Regions from separate parts of the Pan troglodytes genome. Here region 1 is linked to region 2. A link is a contact called in public Hi-C data. All regions are on one chromosome and are shown on one strand. The core of a region is the stretch at or near the end of the contact, and the rest is flanking DNA. Distances in the headings are between cores, read along the strand shown. Region 1 overlaps EXOC3 (exocyst complex component 3). Region 2 holds the start of AHRR (aryl hydrocarbon receptor repressor).

Region 1 (7,814 bases), core at 5,015-7,514, 140 kb after region 2:
GCATGGTGATGTGGACCGCAGTGGCTTGTTTCCAAAGGACAGCACAGCTGCCCCTCCATACTCAATGGGGAGGGATTCCAGGACCCCCCTTGGCTATCAAAATCCTCCGTAGCCCAAGTCCCCTTTATAAAAGGGTATAGTGTTTGCACGTAACCTGCGTACATTCTCCTTCATGGTCTAAATCATCTCTAGATTACTTACAAGACTAAATACAGTGTGAGTGCCATGGAAATAGTTGTTCTATGTTTTTTGAAATTTTTATTATTTTTTATTGTGGTTTTTCCTGAATACTTTCAGTTTGTGGTTGGTTGAGTCAGTGGACGTGGCACCCGTGGCTGTGGGGGCCGGCTGTGCTTGTCGTTTTGACTGAGTACGTTTGTTTATTCAGTGCCTCCTGTTTGCCAGGCCCTGCCTTGGCTCTGCAGGTGCAGTGAATAGAACACACGTCTTCCCCACAGGAAAGGCTCTTCCACGTTTGAGCCCCAGCACCTCATGAAGCTGGCGCAGCAGGGTGAAGCTGGGGTTGGAGGGACTCAAGTGGTCTCGGAGCCAGTGGGTGATGCCACAGAGACCCCAAAGCCCTCGGCCCCTGCCCTGCACTTTCCCCGGTTGGAGGGACTCACGCAGTCTCGGAGCCAGTGGGGTGATGCCACGGAGACCCAAAAGCCCTCGGCCCCTGCCCTGCACTTTCCCCTGAGCTGTGGGCCGGCTGTGACCAGGAAGTCTCCAGGGTGGTGGACATTCGTGTGTCAAGTGAAACAGTCTCGGCACACTTGGGCGTGCTCTTCTGTGTCTGTCGTGGTTTGTCACTCACATTCCTGGTTCCCCCATAGTACTGAGATGATGAGGAACGTGGAGCTGGCCCCGGAAGTGGATGTCGGCACCCTGGAGCCATTGCTTTCTCCACACGTGGTCTCTGAGCTGCTTGACACGTACATGTCCACGCTCACTGTGAGTAGGGCTGGCCTGTGTGCCACAGACCACCGTGCTGGTTATATGAGTAACTAGGGCTTGGCAGCAGGCAGGAGGCAGGGTGGGAAATGCCTTAGCGTTGACTTCCTAGGGTGCGTTGCTCAGTTTCCCGGGCTCTGCTTCCAGGCCCTGACAGGTCCGTTTGCTAGAAGAGGAGAATGGCCCCTTCTCTGGGCCTGGATCTGAAGCTTGTCCTCTGCTGGAGACGTGAGCCTGTGCCCTACTCGGCAGGCTGGCCAGGGCCCAGGACATCTGAACTGTGTGTGGCAGCACCTGCCAGGCTCTCGGCTCTGAGTCCCAGGGTTGGGGGGATCCGTCAAGGACCAAAGGGCGAGTCCATTTGCAGCCTGGTGACCACCAGGTGGTCTCAGAGTGAGAAGAGAAGGTCAGCAGGGTCTGCTTCTTAGACAAGGGTGCGTCCACCTAGCAAGGCAGCATTATGACCAGAAGCCGAGGTGTCCTCAGGAGCTGGGGAAGGAGCGCTGTCTTCTCTTGGGACATGAGCTGCTGTGGTTGCTGAGTCTGGGCATGGGAACAGGCCTGACCGGACCTGGTTGGCCTCATTCTCTGTGCACCTGGGATTCAGCGGCCTTGTCCTCCAGCATGAGGTGCAGCCAAAAGGGCATCTAGTTTCTTCTCCCTCTTTATCTGTACCAAGGGTTCCAGTTAAACCCCTGCGGGCTGCTGTGGTCACTGCCTCCCATGGGGGTGGCTCCTGGGTCCCTGCTCTGGAGTCCTCATTTGAGAAAGAGGACACTGGTGCCCTGTGTCTGGTTTGTGGAGCTTGTGCATGCAACTGACCAGGTAATTGGCGTGACCCTCAGGCACCTGCTCTTCTCTCTTCTCTTCTCCATGATGCTGAACTTCCTTTAGTCAAACATCATCGCCTGGCTGCGGAAAGCGCTGGAGACAGACAAGAAAGACTGGGTCAAAGAGACAGAGCCAGAAGCCGACCAGGACGGGTACTACCAGACCACACTCCCTGCCATTGTCTTCCAGGTACCACCTGCAGGGGACTGGCACAGTTCCATTTCCTAGGTGGATAGTGGGAGCTGTAGGTTTTACAAAGTGACACAGATACCCGGGATCTTCATCCACAGAGTGTAGTAAAAATATTGAGAGCCCTGCCTGGTGCATCTAAGTCCTCCTCTCCTCTCTCTGTCTTTTACTCTCTGGAGCTGCAGAAACCTGGGATGATACTTACCAAATAGTTTTGCCCAAGGTCACTTTACTTTTCTGACCTGGTCTTTATGGGTTTGGACTACAGCCTAATTGTATGTTATTTATGTGCGACTTTCAAATGTGAGTTTGTTTGGTCGATATCCAGGATTTGTCCTAAAAAATGGCACATTATTGAGTTTAAACAGGTGGATTTTGGGAGCGTCCATTATTTTTTTTGAGACGGAGTCTCACTCTGTTGCCCAGGCTGGAGTGCGGTAGCACAATCTTGGCTTACTGCAATCTCTACCTCCTGGTTCAAGGCATCCATTAGCTTTTAAAGTTGCTTTCCTGTTCATTGGTTAAGGTTCTAGGTATTAGACCGACCTAATTTTTACCACGGATTCACTTTCCAACGCCCGAGCCTCACTAGGTGTTAGACCCGGTGTTTTCTTACCACGGATTCACTTTCCAGTCCGACCGCCCTGTGTCCCATTTTTCCTGCTCTTTTTTTCTTTTGGCACATCATGTGTTTTAATTTCAGTGGCATTGCTGAGGGATGGAGCCCCGTTGTGTTAGAATCCTCACTCAGGACTCTAGTTAGGCAGGAGTGAGGGCTGGCGGGTGACATTTCTCTCTAAATGATACCATTAGTTATTGACAGGCTAGTCCAAACCCTTTCCTTTGTTTGGAAACAGATGCCGTGAGAAACTGTGAGGAGAGCTCTGTCCCCTTGCCCTTCCTCTGCCTGGGTCAGCTCCTGGCAGGGCCTGGCACACCCCAGGTCCAGATTCTTAGGAACTCTGCATCATGACAGTCATGGGGCCAGGGAGGGTGAGTCAGGTGCCTGAGGGGCGCCATCCCGGGTGGGGCCTCACTCCACACATTAAAACTCCAGTCACGTAGTGTGAGGACAGACATGGCCCCCGTGGGAGAAACCAGTTTGCCAGGAATTAAGAAATGAGTCACTTGGTACTTTCCCAGGTGAGAAAGTTGTTTTTTTTTTTTTTAAACTAACTTTGTTATTTTTCACGTGGTTTCATTTTTTTTTCTCTGAGTTTGGACTATCCTAAATGCCAGTTAGCAGATGGAGGTTTCATATAACAGCAAACCTGCACTCTTAGTATACTCCTGTAAGATTATACCAGAATTCATAAGTTCTCTGATTTTTAGATGTTTGAACAGAATCTTCAAGTTGCTGCTCAGATAAGTGAAGATTTGAAAACAAAGGTACTAGTTTTATGTCTTCAGCAGATGAATTCTTTCCTAAGCAGGTATGTCTTTCTGCCAGTGTGCTAATGTACAAATTGAATGTTTTTAAAAATTAGAAGCAAAAATTTTTTGATCCTACTATGCCTGTTACTAAGAAGAAATTAAGCCTGTAGATTCCCCACGTGTCACTCCTGTGTTCTTCAGAAGCAAAGGGAGGGAGTGGAGCTTCTGGATCATCTTCCCCTTGAGTGGACCACACGCCCCCTTGGGCTCCCAGAGCCGATGTGTTGTGACGTCCTTAGCGATGTGCCGGATGACACCAACTCTGTTGGAGTCAGGCTCCTCCCGTTGCCTGTTCTGAACTTCCTGGGGGTGGGGGTGGCGACTCCTGCCGCAGTGCCTACTTCGTAGTGAGGAGGGCGTCCTCGGCCAAGCCGGCCCTCCTCAGAAGGGTTCCAGGCAGCCATGACCTGGCACGCCACCCTCCCCATGAGTTGTTGATAATTTTCAAACCTATACAGATGTGGAAAAGAGTTTAAAAAACTGTGTTCACCCATCGTGCAGTCCAGAAGCCATCCCCTCCAAAGCCCCCTTGCCTAATCTGTTCTCCCCTGCCCATTCCGCTCTCTCTGCTGAAGTACCTTCAGGCAAACCCCGGGCGCTGTGGCATGGTATTTGCGACCCTCTCTGAAGCCACTGCAGTGCCATCAAGTCAGAGAGACAAGCACGGTGACTCCGTGGGGTCATCCGATGCCAAGTCTGCGTTTGGGTTGTATCTCAAGTGTGTCTTTTGATAGTTGTGAATCAGATTGGACTGCATCGCATGAGGGCTTAGGGTTCCTAGGCCTCTGGTAAGCAGAACAGCCCCTTCCCTCCTTCAGCTGCTGGCTTGTAGATCTCTGTAGAGAGATGTCCCTCAGCCTCCTCCTCAGTCTACCGTCAGCTCCCGAGCCAGATGCTGGCTCTGCAGGCTTGGATCCCACTTATTGGCGAGTGTGCCTTCCACGATGTGGCACATCAGGAGACATGGCGTCCATAGGTCCTGTCCTGGTGGCTTAGGTACTACAGCCACGCCGCCCACTCAGAGTTCCCATTTGCCATCCATCGATAGGGGTCATGCCCAAGTCCCCACTGGCCGCCCATCCACAGGGGTCACAGCTGAGTCCCCACTGGCCCTCTTCCATAGAGGTCTTAGCCGAGTCCCCACTGGCCAAGTCTTAGCCAAGTTCCCATTGGCCTTCTATCCACAGAGGCATGGCCAAGTCCCTATTGGCCATCTGTCCATGGGGATCTTGGCCTGAGTTTGTTTCTTTGGAGGTCATTGTCATTTATGAGGTTAGATTCTTCTATAAAGAGACCGTTCCTTGATCACCCTCAGCTTTTTGATGACCTGAACCACACTTTGGACAGAAATGCTAACTTCTTTCCCTTTAATTGCCAGCTTTCAGTATGCTCCTTTCTTAACATCTCTTAAAAATAGAAACGGTATTTGTTGTATGATTCTTCCACTCCCATAGGTGCTTGAGCATCCCCACAGTAAGTTTAAAAATAGAGCGTGTCACTACCTCTGTTTGTTTTCTTGACATTTCAAGTGTCTGTTTTTAATTGGATGAGTTCAGGGACAGTTTCTGAAAGGGACATTTTACCTGACATTTGATGATGTTCCTAACACTATGAGTTTCTAGGTGAAGTGTATAGTAAATAAAATAAGATAATGCTTTCCCAATTCCTCACAATCAACTATGTAGTATATTTTTACAATCAGAATGCTGAACCATATTTTTTTTCCTTTTTTCAGTTATTATTTTTTACCAACTCCTCAAAATTTTTATATTTTTTAATTGTTTTTAAGAAACAAGGTCGGCCAGGCACGGTGGCTTACGCCTGTAATCCCAGCACTTTGGGAGGCTGAGGCGGGTGGATCATGAGGTCAGGAGTTCGAGACCAGCCTGGCCAATATGGTGAAACCCTGTCTCTACTAAAAATACAAAAATTAGCTGGGCATGGTGGGGCACACCTGTAGTCCCACCTGCTCGGGAGGCTGAGGCAGGAGAATCACTTGAACCCAGGAGGTGGAGGTTGCAGTGAGCCGAGGTCTCACCATTGCACTCCAGCCTGGGTGACAGAGCAAGACTCTATCTCAAAAAAAAAAAAAAAAAGAGAGAAGGTCTGATTAGGTTACCCCGACGGGTAGCTCACTGCAGCACAGCCAGCAGCCTTTAACTCCTGGGCTCAGGTGGTCTCCCTGCCTCAGCCTCTTAATGAGCCATATTTGAAAGCCTGAGGTGAAGTTATTTTTTGATCCATTTAAAGTAATCAACCTCTCTGTCCTTCCATTAGTCTGGATCGTCTAAAGATTGTTTTATTTTTAGAGGCTCATCCGGTCAGATGTTAGTGATGTGAAATTTCAGGCCAGGCGTGACGTCAGCGTGGCATTTGAAACAGCTCCACGTTGCCCTTAGTGCTGTCTGACCGAAGCCTGTCTGTCCTCAGATATAAAGATGAAGCGCAGCTGTATAAAGAAGAGCACCTGAGGAATCGGCAGCACCCTCACTGCTACGTTCAGTACATGATCGCCATCATCAACAACTGCCAGACCTTCAAGTGAGTGCGGCCGGGCGCCGTGGCGGGGGAGCGGTGGAGGCCGGCCTGCCCAGCCGCTGTGTTGAACCTGAGCCCTTTCCTTGCAGGGAATCCATAGTCAGTTTAAAAAGAAAGTATTTAAAGAATGAAGCGGAAGAGGGCGTGTCTCCGAGCCAGCCCAGCATGGACGGGATTTTAGACGCCATCGCGAAGGAGGGCTGCGGCGGTTTGCTGGAGGAGGTCTTCCTGGACCTGGAGGTGGGCCTGGCTCTTTCCTCCTGCCGTTTTCTGCGCCGAAGCACAGTGCTTCCTGTGCTTCCTCACTGCCCCCTGGGGGACAGGCTGCGAACTGTACCGTGCGGACGCCGTCTGGGGAGCCGGGCTGTGCACTTGCATTCCGGTCAGATCGCTGAAAGCGCCTCCGTTTTCGGTGACGCTGCTTCGTATGACGCAGGGTCCTTCTTACGCACAATTCAGTAGATTCACCCAGTAAGTATTAAAGACATCAGACAATTTAGTGGATTACAAAATAGAAACCGATATGTAGGGACCTGTCAAAAAGTCAAATTGAGAGTGCACACACACACACATCCTCACATAGATCAGTTTCGCTTTTGAATATAGGTACACACACAAAAATCATTAATAAAATGAATTTAATATTGTATCAAAGGCATAACCTACCATGAAATGTAGGGGTTATTTCAGAAACATAAAGATGGCTTAACATTATTTAGAGGTATTGGCAGAAATCAGGATATATTTAAAAAATAAGACCTTGTAGGCCAGGTGTGGTGGCTTACGCCTTTAATCCCAGCACTTTGGGAGGCCAAGGTAGGCGGATCACCTGAGGTTGGGAGTTCGAGACCAGCCTGACCAACATGGAGAAACCCCATCTCTACTCAAAATACAAAATTACCTGGATGTGGTGGCGCATACCTGTAATCCCAGCTGCTTGGGAGGCTGAGGCAGGAGAATTGCTTGAACCCGGGAGGTGGAGGTTGCAGTGAGCAGAGATCGCGCCATTGCACTCCAGCCTGGGCAACAAGAGCAAACTCCATTTCAAAACAACAACAACAACAAAATAATAAGACCATGGCCATCTGGTGGTCCTGCTGGAAAGGGGTTCCTGGGATGAGGGGTGGGATTGGTTGCTGATTCATCAGTGTCTGGTTGTGCAAGAGAACAGAAATGTGTGTGGAAGTGTCCCCAAAGAGGCAGACACTTGTAACTTTCGCAAATATGGCTTAGAAAGCAAGAAGAAAATATTTACATTTGAAATTATTTCAAAATTTAAAAAGAATATATAGAAAAATGGGCAAAAGACATGAACGGCCACCTCACATTAAAAGCAACACCAGTGTCCTCATCGTGAAACTAGACGCCCAATCTTATCCTCGAAGCAATGAATGCTCAACAGGACCTGCTGCTCAGCAGGATGGCAGGAGCCGGAGACGTGGATGCTGTTCAGGCTTGTTGAGGGCGTGGGAAAAAGGGGCTGTTTGTATTCTGTGTGGGCCTGAACTGGGTTGGGTTTTGGAGGGCAGCTTGGAAATACAGCCATTGTAGTTTTAATTTGTAACTTTTACTGGAGTTTTAATTTGTACACTTCTATTGGAGTTTTAATTTGTATACTTTTATTGGAGTTTTAATTTGTATAGTTTTATTGGTTTTAATGTGTATACTTTTTGACTGAAAAATTCAACTTTAAGGAATTTCATCAGTAGAATTATACAGATTCACTGTTGCATTATTGCAAAATGTGAAAAAAATTTAAATGTCCATCAATAGAGAATTGGGCAAATAAATACGATAAATATATGTAGCCACTAAAGGTAAAATGTATACATGCACAGATATTTCCATCTTTAACATGTCATTTTGGGAAG
Region 2 (6,955 bases), core at 2,901-5,400:
CTCCAGACAGTCAGTGTCAGATGTTCTGGCTTGCCTGGGACCTCCCAGGGTACTGGGCACCTTCTGGAACATTGTCCAGCCCAGCGTGCACAGCTCTGCTTGTGAAAATCCAGAGGGACTGTCTCACTCTCTGTTCAGGAGGTTAAATTTCATAAGACTGCTCCTTTTGGATGAAGAAATCCAATTTGGTATAGCAGGTTGTGCATTTCCATCATTAATGATTTAGCCATGCTGTGCCCTGCAGTCTCTGCACGTGGCCTGCAGCGTGTGTCCACCCAGCGCATCCTGCTCACCTCGGTCCACTGCCAGCGCTGCCCGGTCCGCCTCCCTGCCTCACTGTGCAGCGCCGGCCCTCCTGGGTTGACACTCCCGAGCCCCAGCCTCATTCTCCAGACGCTTCCCTTCCACAGTGATGCGTCTGGTTTTGGGGCCGCAGCCTCGGGTCTCAGAAAGCCTGCTCCTTCCACACAGTTGTGCATGACTTTTCTCTGTTCGTTTTGGTCTCTTGGGATCTTCTACCTGTTCAAACCCCTGCTCGGTGTGTTGAGGGGTGAGGGGCAGGGAGCATGGTTTCCTGGAAAAAGCCCCCAGTCTCTTAAGCTGGGCAGGTGTGCTGTGGGGGGTGGGGACTGGGGCTGCTTCTGTGCTCCAGATGAGACCTCCCCCACTGCCCACCTGCACTTGGCCTGGGGCCCTCTGGATACGAATCCCTCTGGAGCAGGCACTCCAGGCTCCCTGGGGATGGGAGGGGGAGGGATGTGGGCGTGGGGGTCTGGCTGCTCCCTCATGACCTCAGTCATGGGGATCCCGGGCAGTCTCTGAGGATCCCCAGCAATCCATGCCGGGTGCCTCCCTAGACCTTGACACCCCCATGACTCTGCAGCAGATGACCCCAAGTTCCACTCCATGAGGTCAACTTCCTTGTCCAGGCCGCAAGCTCCCAATTCCATGAGGCCTTCCTCACCCAGGCCTCCATGGCCAGGCGCCCAGCGACTTCTCCCTCGCCTCATGGGCACCTGGACTCAGTGTCCAGTAGCTGCACCCACCCCACCCTGGGAGCTGCCCTCACTCCTCCTTCAGCCTTAGGCCTGTGAGGTCTCTGTGCTTGGGGTGAGGGCAGCTGCTGCGGCCACCCTGCAGCCCTCCCAGCCACGTCTCCAGGCCCTTGCCCGTGCTGTCCTCTGTGCAGTGGGCAACCCCCACCCCACACCTGCAGCTTCTCTGGCCTCTGGATTTCTACCTGGGTCAGGGAAGCCTGCTACTCTGGAGGAGCTGTCAGCCCTGGTGAGACACCTGCCCCCAGGCACATGTCTCCATGGATGATACCGGCCAACAGTTGATACCGAGGCCGATGTGCTCATCCTGTGGATCAGCTGCCGGGGAAGGAATGTTGTGTGTGGCGGTTAGCTCCATACTCCTAGAAAGCAGGCGAAGGCCAGGTGAGACAGAGACTTTCACAGAGAAAAGGTCAGATTGTGGATGATTTTCCTTCCTTCCTTTTCACAGCAATGAGAGGTTCCTCTGATGGAGATAAAGTGTGTTTCTCAGCATCTCACTTGTGTGTGGGACAGATGCACAGGTCTGTGGTCTGCTCAGGTGTGGCAGGTTCACAGGTGTGAGGTACACTCAGGTGTGTGGTGCAGGTACCCTCAGGTACTCTGCACGTGGCTGCCATGGGGGCTCCTGTTTGCAGGCAGCTCGGGGAGGCTGCAGACTCGGGGAGGCTGCCTTGGAGACTCGGGGAGGCTGCCTTGGAGACTCGGGGAGGCTGCCTTGGAGAGGGGCCTCCATGAAGACGCACAAGAACAAAAGCCGCTGAAAATTCCGGAGCAGAAGTTCTTCAGCAGAGGGTGAGGAGGGCGGTGGGACGGCTGCACCGCACGCTTGGAGGACCAGCAGGGGTGGAGTGCTGGACAAACGCATGTCAGGCTGGCCTGCTGGCAAAGGAACCCCTGGATGCAGAGAGCCTGTTGGGCTGGTGGGCTGTGGCTGCTGGGAGGGACATTTCCCCGGGGAGCTCCCAGCCACCAGGAGTCAAGGGAGGGAGGCGGTGAGGAGCCTCTCGAAGCTGGAGGTGTGGAGGGGGGACTCCCCTGCTCTCCTGGCCGGAGTCACTGATACAAAACTGGGGGTCTCTGGAGGGCAGTGAGCTCACGAGTTGTGGCGGATTCCCTGTGGAGGGGGTGCCAACCCGCAGGGAAGCAGGGCTGCCGTGCCCCCTGCCCAGCCACACTGCCAGCACAGACCCCATCCTCAGGCGCCTGCAGGGAGGCCACCCACGCCTTCCTGGGTGAGGGAAGCCCCTGAGCCAAACCTCACTGCACTCTGAGGCCCCAAGGGCCAGGCAGCTGCACACAGCCTGGGCCACGTGGGGGCAGTGCGGCTGCACCATGGAGCTCTCGGGAGCTGCTGACTGACCGGGAGGACCTGCCCGACACAGCCATGGGATTCATAGCCGCAGAGAGAAGACCACAGAGAGACGGGCCTTCGCCCTTTCAGCTCTCCCTTGTCAGGCAGGCTGTGCCCTGTGACCCTTCAGAGCCTGGGTTTGGGGGTGGAGGGGGTGGACAGCTGACCAGGTGCCTGGCGCAGGCCCAGCATGGTGAGGCTGGGTCGCGGAGGCCAGGCCAGGCCAGCGGCCACGACCACCCACCAGGGACCCTCAGCGTCACTTGACCCCTGGTCCCAAGACCCAAGACAGCAGGACATGGGGGCACAGCCATCTCTGGGGGCCCCTCCCTCCCCCGCTCTGGGTCCTCAGTCATCAGTGCAGACATGGAGGTGCAGGTGCACGCCGTCCACCCTCACCTGGGGCCCCTGGCCCATGCCTCCCCACCCTCCCTACCCTGATCTCCCCCCACAACCCTACACCTCCCCTGACAACCCTGCACCTCCCCCCACAGCCACCCTACACCTCCCCGCCACAACCCTGCACCTCCCCCAACAACCCTTCAACTCCCCTCTCACCTTGCACCTGCCCCTCACCCTGCACCTCCCCCCATCCTGTACCTCCCCCCTTCACCCTCCACCTACTCCCAACCCTGCATCTCCCCCCAACCCAGCACCTCCCCACATCCTTCACCTCCCTCCTCACCTGGCACCTCCCCCCATCCTTTACCTCCCCCCTCACCCTGCACCTCTCTTGCCCTGCACCTCCTCCCTCCCTCTCCCCCTCACCCTGCACCTCCCCCCTCCACTCCCCCTCACCTCCCCCCCACCTTCCACCTCCCCCCTCCACCTCCCCCCTCACCTCCCCCCTACACCTCCCCCCTCATCCTCCACCTCCCGCCCTCACCCTCCACCTCCCTCCCGCACCCTGCACCTCCCACCCTTACCCTGCACCTCCCCCCATCTTTTACCTCCCCCCTCACCCTGCACCTCCTCCCTCCCCTCCCCCTCATCCTGCACCTCCCCCCCTCCACTCCCCCTCACCTCCCACCTCCCCCCTCCACCTTCCCCCTCACCTCCCCCCCAGCCTCCACCTCCCCCCTCCACCTCCCCCCTCACCCTCCACCTCCTGCCCTCACCCTTCACCTCCCTTCCGCACCCTGCACCTCCCACCCTTACCCTGCACCTCCCCCCATCTTTTACCTCCCCCCACCCTGCATCTCCCCCCAACCCTGCACCTCCCCCATCCTTCACCTCCCCTCTCACCCTCCACCTCCCACACTCACCCTCCACCTCCCCCACTCACCCTCCACCTCCCCCCACCCTGCACCTCCCCCTCCCCCTGCACCTCCCGCCCTCACCCTGCACCTCCCCCCACCCTCCATCTCCCCCCAACCCTGCACCTCCCCCAATCCTTCACCTCCCCCCTCCCTTCATCTCCCCCCTCACCCTCCACCTCCCCCCCACACCCTGCACCTCCCACCCTTACCCTGCACCTCCCCCCATCTTTTACCTCCCCCCACCCTGCATCTCCCCCCAACCCTGCACCTCCCCCCATCCTTTACCTCCCCCCACCCTCCATCTCCCCCCAACCCTGCACCTCCCCCAATCCTTCACCTCCCCCCTCACCCTCCACCTCCCCCCCTCACCCTGCGGCAAGCAGAGAGCTGACTCCAGCACAGTGAACTTGGAATGATGGAATGCACCCTGGAAGCAGGAGCTCTGATGGGCGCCACCGTGACTGTGCCCAGCAGGGAGCTCCCTTGTGGTTTTTAACAAAAGACAAAATTCCCCAGGTCCTTCTCTGTCCTACAGGAGAAACTGGTGTGGGAGAGGGAACCCAGGCGTGACCAGGGAGAAACTGGTGTGGGAGAGGTAACCCAGGTGTGACCAGGGCTGCCCAAGCGGCTCCCTGTGAGGCATCAACGCTGGAGACTCAGCAGTCATGGGGAACCCGGGAAACCCAGCCACCATCAGAGAGCCAGAGAGCCGCAGGCGCCTGTGCGGGGTCCTGGCCTGGCCCCGAGGGGTCAGCACACCCCTGTCTGCCTCTGAGGTCAGGGCCCTGGGGGCTCCTGACCTGGCCTGCCTGTGGGAGGCAAAGGTGTGGCCAGGAGAGGACAGGAGGGGGCAGTCACGGTCACCACTCCTGGAGGCCCATGAAGAGCAGCTTTGCCCCCACACTTCTGTGAAGCCAACTTGGGCCTGTTTGGGAGGGGCCTGGCGCTGCAGCCGGCCGTGGGCACCTGCCATGTGGCCGTCCACTGGAGGCCAAGTCCAGCTCATATGGCTCTGGGGACCCACCGCACCAGACTCCAGTGTGGGGGTACCCGGAGCTGGGGGTGGGTCCTCGGAGGCTTCCAGTCCTGCCCCAGCTGCCATCCCTGCCAGGTGTTAGTGCCTCTGGTTCAGAGTCCCGAGAGGACCAGTGGCCCAGGAGAAAGGGGTGTGTCTCCAGCTGCTGGGAGTGTGGATGGGAGCCAGAGGGTTCAATGACAGTGGGGACAGCAAGTCCGGACTGGAGGGAGGAGACCTCCTGAACAGGGTCCCCAGCAGAGGCAGAAAGGAGACTCTGTGACTGGGGGTGTCAGCTGCATCTGGACCTTCGTGGTGGGGAGGGAGGCACGCCCAATAGCTCGCCTGAACGGGAGGTGGCTCAGGGATCCCCCATTGTGCTGGTGGGGTGCCCAGAGACTCCAGGACTCCACGTGGGGCTCTGCCTGCTAAACCCTGAGACTTTAGGGGCAATGGCTCCCACGGCAGGGTCATCCTTTTTCTGCACAGTCCCACTGGCTGCCCCAGGTCCTGCAGAGACCTGAGACTTTGGGGACAAGCACAGGGGACAGGTGGGCGTGGATGGCCTGTGCTGGTCAAGGGCAGTGGGAAGGAAGGAGGAGCAGTTTCCTTCTGTACCCAGGAAATAGAGTAACAAAGTATCTCATTCCAGTTGGTTCTGGTGGGACAGGGTAGGTGGAAGGGAACCTGTGCTTGCCCTGAGACATGGGGGTGCTGTCTTCCCATGCAGGGGGACTGCGGCTCACCACCATCACATTCTACCCACAGGTTCTTATTTTAACAGATCACAAAGGTACTATGTGCTTCTTACAAAAATTTACAGGAATTGCAGACTTTTCAAAAAGTAAAAAGAAATTAAAGTTCACCTGTTACCTCAGAGTTATCCAGCTACACATTTTCTGTGCATAATTCACTTTACAAAAATTGGATCAAGATACAACTAATGATTTTTAAAAGTACAGCAATATAGTTGCACATTGTTCCATATCAAAAAATAAATGTGTGCACCCAGGGCTCCTGGCTGTCTCAGTGGCATAGTGGCTCATGCCTGTAATCCCAACACTTTTGGCAAGCCGAGGTGGGTGGATCACCTGAGGTCAGGAGTTCGAGACCAGCCTGGCCAAGATGGCAAAACCACTATCTACTTAAAAAAAAAAAAAAATTAGCCAGGTGTGGTGGCGCGCGACTGTAATCCCAGCTACTTGGGAGGCTGAGGCACGAGAATCACTTGAGCCCTAGAGGCAGAGGCTGCAGTGAACTGAGATCGCACCACTGCTCTCAGGCCTGGGTGACAGAGCAAGACTCTGTCCCAAAAAAGCCCATTTACTCACGCATTTTTGAGCCTCTGCTATTCGACAGGAACCAGAGGTGAGCAGAGCAGACTTGGTGACCCCTGGGGACAGAGCGGCAGAACTCAGCAATTCCGGGCTGCCCTGCAGGAGCTACACCCGGGGAGGGGCGGTGGCCACTTGGGGGCAGGGTGGGCTTCTCAGCTGCGCCCACCCCACCTTGGGAGCTGTGTCTGGAAAAGAGACTTTTCCTGAGCCGACAGCAGACAGCGAGTGCAATGGCCCCAAGGCCCGCACGCCTTATTCAGAGAACAGCAGGAGGCGCGGGGCGGGTTGGGGGCGTCAGGGAGACGGGGTTTGACTGAGAACCTGGGGGCGCCAGTGACAGCCTCGGCCGCGTTGCTGAAAACCGACCTTGCGGGATGAAGAGGGCGCGGTTCCCCCGGCTGGGATGAGGACGGCGGATGCTGAGGAGCGGACTCCGGGGACCACCGACTCCATGGCCGGCCCCAGCGAGGGCGAGAACGGGTGGAAGCCGGCCAGGGTCTGTGGAGACGTCAGGGTGCGAGGCCAGGCTGAGGGTGTCCCCAGGGATCCCCTGAGGGTACACGGAATTCAGCCAGGGCCTGCGCGCCCGGACGGAGGACTAGAGGGGGCCAAGGACCACCGGGAGGGGGAAGGAGAAGGCGCAGCCCGAGGTCGGAGGGGCCGGCGGGCGCGCAGAGGGCGCGGGGTGAGCCCTAAGGACCTGCAGGCAGGACCCTGCTCTCGGCCGCGCGGTCCCGGGTGCCGACCGGCGGGGTGGGCGGGGCAGGGGCACCCAGGGCCGCGCACCTGCCGCGTGGGACCCTGAAATGCCCAGGACGAAGAACGTCGCACGGACGACCCTGCCGTGCCTGGCGCGCGTCCGCTTCCTGGGAAGCTCAGGATCCAAAAGTATCTTAATATTCTCTATAATTCGCCAAAAACCATGACTCCTTTTA

What was found. Hi-C and Micro-C count contacts between places; a contact is called where the count stands out from the background.
Region 1: a contact with region 2 is called in a Hi-C map of stem cell-derived neural progenitor cells, with 4 times the contacts expected there. The contact joins the enhancer-like site here to the promoter of AHRR in region 2. A contact is called at or near these places in 1 of 7 Hi-C or Micro-C datasets (stem cell-derived neural progenitor cells), 1 of 1 datasets of contacts at active chromatin or transcription factors (stem cell-derived excitatory neurons) and 1 of 1 other capture datasets (stem cell-derived neural stem cells).

The regions. Positions count from the first base shown.
Region 1 is chr4:1,179,822-1,187,635 of NHGRI_mPanTro3-v2.0_pri, forward strand. EXOC3 (exocyst complex component 3) reads left to right here. Exons shown (of 14, transcript XR_008547843.2): 5 at 834-951; 6 at 1,846-1,971; 7 at 3,304-3,404; 8 at 5,836-5,946; 9 at 6,033-6,183. Among named protein-coding and RNA genes, the nearest start is that of EXOC3, 17 kb to the left of the region's middle. Within about 2 kb of position 6,265, at least 5 of the 24 cell types and tissues checked have an H3K27ac peak or open chromatin away from gene starts, as enhancers often do. A contact at or near this core is called in stem cell-derived neural progenitor cells and stem cell-derived neural stem cells, where this site is marked.
Region 2 is chr4:1,040,881-1,047,835 of NHGRI_mPanTro3-v2.0_pri, forward strand. It overlaps AHRR (aryl hydrocarbon receptor repressor), which reads left to right and starts at 4,151. Exons shown (of 12, transcript XM_063811030.1): 1 at 4,151-6,051; 2 at 6,361-6,534. The coding sequence starts at 6,437.